Regions from separate parts of the Mus musculus genome. Here region 1 is linked to region 2. A link is a contact called in public HiChIP or PLAC-seq data. All regions are on one chromosome and are shown on one strand. The core of a region is the stretch at or near the end of the contact, and the rest is flanking DNA. Distances in the headings are between cores, read along the strand shown. Region 1 overlaps Gm5127 (predicted gene 5127). Region 2 holds the start of Cysltr1 (cysteinyl leukotriene receptor 1).

Region 1 (2,769 bases), core at 53-2,552, 52 kb before region 2:
CACTAAATCTATCTCCTGTCTTGCTCTTACATAAGTATATGGAAGCTAATAGTAATTAACTAGTCACACTGTTGTTAAAAGGGCCAAGTTTCATGATATTCATTGCAGTCAATGGAAATTTCAAATGAGCAATGCAAATATAAAAAGATATTATCACATAGAACATCCGTAACTAGGAAATTTATAAAATATCCAAATGATGTTTTCATTCAATTTAATTCATGAAAATCTAGGTTTCTACTCAAGTAGAATGTCATAAATATGCTGATATCACTGTTGCCTCAATACGGGAATTTCTAACCAAATATATAGTAGCACATTATGATGTGTTTTAAATGTCCAAGAAGCAAAGGAATAACTCAACATATGATGTTTAGTGCCAAATGGCAATAATGGAGTTGTTTCCTTCAGCTTAGCAACACACTGTTATTCTACTTGGTTTCTAGGACACACATACTTTAGGTCTGAATGCTTAAGAATCCAATTAGCACATGGAATTTAACTAGAGATACATGACCAACTGATCTGGCAATACACTTTCAGTTTTTCTTCCACACAATAATCACAATGAGAATATTTAATATCATGGATTAAAGTATTCAATACAGAGTAAATCTCTAATTTTTGTTGTTCTTTGGCCCTATTTTATAGAGAGCCAAAACTGAAAAATTTCAAGTATGCCTTGCTGACCAATGCCCAGTTCTTTGGCATCACCTCTCCCCACACTGTCTCATTCCCTGCCACCAAGAACTCTTCTGTTTCCCAGTGCCCCCATGACACTTCTATTTTTATAATGCTTTGAGTGGAGGATGCAATATGATGGCATGCTGGCATAAGATCAAAGTTAAAGTAACGGTTTTTGAGGAGGAAGGGGTAAGATGACCGGACCCTGTGAACAGAGTCTGTTAAAAAAATTTTTGGTTGCTTGAGTGAAATATTCAGGTGTGAGTTTATAAATTACTGTTGTAACTGTACTTCAAATTTTGTTTTAATTGAATTAGAATAGAACTTAGCTTATTTTATAAGAGAAACAAACTGGGGAGTAAGGATATAGAAATATTTTAATATCCAAGTTCAAATACATTTGTCACACATTTAGCGATATTTACAGTTCTAATGAGCCAATGGATTCTTGAGCAAATGAATCATTTATGCACATAAAATAACTAAGGTGATTTTAATACTACCACATCAAGCATTTCTGGGATTCCTTTGCTACTTCTGGCTCTCCCTTTATCTGTCCATGAGACATTAGGAACTGTCAACTCTAATGTGATATTTATATCTGATGCACTCACTTGTTCACACTGCCCAGTTCCCAAACTGAAGGAAGCAAGTATTTGTGCCAAAGGCTCTCAACAAGTACAGGATAACATTTCTTCACAGAAGAAAAATATAGAGACAACTGCCTTTGACAAGTAATTTCTAGAAACCCAATATAGCAGCTGGTACCTGCCTTTGAGCAAGGCATGTACTGGAAGCTGTGTTGACCTGAGTAGATCTTGGACCTGGCAGCTCCAGCTGAAAATGGAATGGGGTGCATGGAGAATGAGGAGAAAGGTGCAAGCTTAAGGAGGAAGACAAAGAAAGCACATTTATAGGAAATCATACTATGTTCCTATGTAGATTTATTATGTACCACTAAGGGAAAAACCATTGTTTTGGGGGCTTTTGTTGGTTGGTTGGTTGGTTGGTTGGTTGGTTGGTTTGGTTGCTTAGTTGGTTTGGATTGGTTTTGGGTTTTTGAGGTAGTGTTTCTCTGTGTAGCCCTGGCTGCCCCAGAATTTGCTCTGTAGACAAGGCTATCCTTGAGCAAGCAGAGATCTGCTTGCCTCTGAATAAATGAATGTTTTAACCTTGCAAGATAACCTTGTAATACAAACCCTTGGAAAGAGCAAAAGCCTTGTTCGAAACTAAGGAAGTGGATTTTAAGCAAGACGATGTCAAGAGCACACAGACTTTTTGAGGTACAGAGAATCTGGAAGGTGAAAGAAAAACCTAGCACATTAATATTACTGTAAACAGCTCCAGAATAGAACCAAGACCATTACCTAGAGATTGTGGTAATTATCATTTATCCCCTGGCTAAACTCAATAAACTAGTCGACTCTAGTAGTAATACTCATGATTGCATAGTTTCTTTTTAATAAATGACTACAATTAATGATAATATTTACTCACATAAGTTCAATCCAATGAATAATACTAATATACTCTCAAGTGTATAATGCATTAATTCAAGTAAGTTTATGTATAAAGTGATGGTATTTCAAAATCTAAGCAAATACATTGTGCTATTGCAGAGAAGGGGAGTCTTCAGAAGGTCTTGCCTATGGAAGATGAGCAGATACCTAGGTAACACCACACATAATTATACTTCCTCTTTTCTGTAACTTTCCTTTTTGTAGTGAGGTAGGTCTGGGAAGGTAAGCTTAGAAAAAATTTAAAGTGCTACAAAGAGAAACTGACACCTAGAATTATAATTACAAATCCTTTCCTCCATGAGAGGAAAAAAAACATTGGGAAAAGTATCATACATAACTCTTTCATAATTCTGGAAATTTCTTAAAGGCAAACCATAATCTAAGGGGAGGGGTGATAAACTAACATTACTAAGAACAGAATACTTTGGGGAACTTGGCCTGTTTACATGTCCCTCTTCCTTCTTCTATTTAGAGGTTCTACAAGAACTCAAAATTCCTGCCAGTCAGAGCATGCTTGAATGCATCACTTTTTCCTGAGGGCATTTACTGAGGTAGTTATGGCAAA
Region 2 (2,700 bases), core at 141-2,640:
GTGTCAGTCTACCCTGTTAACATCTTCTGAAAATGTAAGGCGATAGCTGCAACGAAACTGGATGGAGAAGAAAGGATGGCGAGAGAAGGAAAGGAGAAATGGAATGCAGTCAGTTCCAGAAAACACAGTAAGATTGGAGCAGCTAATAGAAAGTGAAGCCCTGTCAGAGCTGATGGAAAGCCTGTTCTTCCCATCACTCAGGAACAGAGACACAACTAAAGAAATAAAGAAGTCAGAGGGGGGGGGCACCCCCTCGATGCTACACCAACAGTGGTGCTATCTTTTCTTTTTTTTAAGATTTATTTATTATTTATTATATGTAAGTACACTGTAGCTGTCTTCAGACACACCAGAAGAGGGCATCAGATCTCATTACAGATGGTTGTGAGCCACCATGTGGTTGCTGGGATTTGAACTCTGGACCTTTGGAAGAGCAGTCGGGTGCTCTTACCCACTGAGCCATCTCACCAGCCCCAAGTGGTGCTATCTTAAAGCACTTTTCTTCAGTATCTAAAAAAAAATACCCCTTCTGCCATAACTCAAACTCCTTGAAAACAACACATACTGGAGGGGAAGTAAAACTTTATACTCTGTATCTCTTATAAACTCAATTCCATTGAATAAATACTGGCTAAAATAGCAATAAAATTCCCAAGATAGGATTAAAGTCTGCTCTTGAATCCAAATGTTTGCTTCCCTTTTAAATGTTCTTGGACGACCTTTTCTCCCAAGCATCATCATTACCACTGCATCCAAGGATTCCGTGGAAGAGGATAAAGAGTGACTGTAAAGTCATTAGGCTGCCTAAAGATGGAAAATTTGAGAAATTTCTTTCTTGTAGCCCATAACTGGCCAGAAAGCCACTGTTATAAGGACATTTACAAGTCCTTCCAACTAGTTATTAATAATAAGGCTACGTTTACACAATGTGTGTGTGTGTGTGTGTGTGTGTGTGTGTGTGTATCCCAACACAGGACTTTCATAGTAAAATTCAAAGTAGTTCATTCACCCAGTTTACTTCAAAATCTTATCAATTTGTCTTCAACATCAAATCACACCTCAGGTTCTAATTAGCACACTCTAGATTGGCATGTCCTTTTCCTCCTAGGATATGAGACAATCAAAAAGAAAAATGCTTTTCAAAATTCTTATAGAATCACAAATTTCATGAAGGAGGGGGACACACACACATACAGCCTGTGAAGGAGAGAGGATATATGGAAGGAGAGAGGTAAAGAGGAAGTATATCTTAAGATCAAGTTTCACATAATGCCAGATATATTAGCATATACTGGTAGGATTATCTTTTCCCCGCCTACAAATAGCCTAAGCACCCTCCAGTCATAAAAATCAGAGAGAAGTAAGCTGAACAGCAGACACTCCTCCTTACTTCCCACCTCAGAGCAGCTGCATGACTTCCTGAGGATTCTATTGCAGTAGCCAGAGATAAACACTCATTTGTGCATATTACGTGCAAGTCTCCAGTTTCTATTCTTCTTCCCTCTCCGCTCTTTCCCTTCCCCCACTTTAAACCAGGGAAGCCAAACTCTGGCGGGGTTGAAGCGGCTTGAGAAGTACTAAGAAACAGGAAGAAGAGTCGAGGTCTATTGGCTAGCAAATGTGCCATGGCCTGACCTCTCTCCTCTGGAAAAGAAACATTCCTAAAGAGCAGGAGCCCTGTGAATGGAGTGGACCATCCCGAATATCCAGACTTATTTGCAGCTCACCATCCAGGGTTAGCTCACCAGGAGACTAGCAGGTTGGAATTTCTGAAGATTTGGATCTTGCTTCAGGGAGCAAAAGGACCTTAAACTGTGAAGCTTGGAATCAGCAGGTAAGAAAATTGGGTTGGTTGGAGCAAAGTTGAACTGATGGCAGATTCTACCAAATGCCTCAGAGATTGTGGATAACTGCCCTGCCTTATCTGCCTTGAATTAAGCTGCTAATCTGAACATCTGCATTCTTTCGGCTTTGGTTCTTGGCCAGAGCTCTGATCGTCTAATCAGCCTGTCAGCAAGTGTAGCTCACTGCCTCTGTTGCACGCTCAAAATGGCAAACTGTTGAGGTGGCATTCCTCAAGCCTCCAGCACCTTTACGACTCAGCCAGAAGTGCAAAATCGGCCTCAAGCTCCCATCTTAAGGCTACCCTGGAGCTTCTGTAATGCAGATTTAAATGTGGAAAGAATGTGTTCAGCGGCTGCTGCTGCACGTAAACCAACCAGTTGGGGGCTGACCTAGACTTTTCACGAGGCACTTTCATGCTTTGTTTTCTTCTTACTTAATTCACTTTACATCCTGCTCAAAGTTTCACACTTTTCACCTTCTTTGCATCCTATAATTGAGACAGGATGTCCCTCTTTCCCCCACTCCTTCATTCTCATCATAGTTCTCATTCTACCCTCCCCCAGGCCCCTCTCTTAGGTAAAGAGAAAAGTGACTCAGACAGGTTAAGGAATTTCCTTGCAACACACCACGCTGCTAGAAACTGGCCATTTGACTCAAGACTACAGAAAGAAAGCCCTATCAACTTACAGACAACTAGTAGAAATACCTATGACCTACTTTGTAACTTAGGGCTAAACTCACTAGGTTAACATTAGACTAAGAAGTCATACAATTTAATCAACCACATGGGACAAGAACGTTTTTTTGTCTTCTTAGCTATTTTCAATGGTATGCAAATAGACTGGCAGGCACTAC

What was found. HiChIP or PLAC-seq counts read pairs in DNA pulled down with a chosen protein or histone mark.
Region 1: an H3K27ac HiChIP or PLAC-seq map of heart atrium shows a contact between it and region 2, with 3 times the contacts expected there. The contact joins the enhancer-like site here to the promoter of Cysltr1 in region 2. A contact is called at or near these places in 2 of 39 promoter capture datasets (macrophages and pre-B cells), 1 of 484 Hi-C or Micro-C datasets (uterus), 4 of 115 datasets of contacts at active chromatin or transcription factors (bone marrow-derived dendritic cells, embryonic stem cells, heart atrium and 1 more) and 4 of 9 other capture datasets (adipose tissue, embryonic stem cells, liver and 1 more).

Annotation. Positions count from the first base shown.
Region 1 is chrX:106,654,289-106,657,057 of GRCm38.p6, reverse strand. The region is part of intron 1 of Gm5127 (predicted gene 5127); the gene reads right to left. Among named protein-coding and RNA genes, the nearest start is that of Gm24491, 5.7 kb to the right of the region's middle. Within about 2 kb of position 1,302, at least 5 of the 459 cell types and tissues checked have an H3K27ac peak or open chromatin away from gene starts, as enhancers often do. A contact at or near this core is called in heart atrium, where this site is marked.
Region 2 is chrX:106,602,369-106,605,068 of GRCm38.p6, reverse strand. It overlaps Cysltr1 (cysteinyl leukotriene receptor 1), which reads left to right and starts at 1,390. Exons shown (of 4, transcript NM_021476.5): 1 at 1,390-1,834. All of the region lies in intron 1 of Gm5127 (predicted gene 5127), which reads right to left.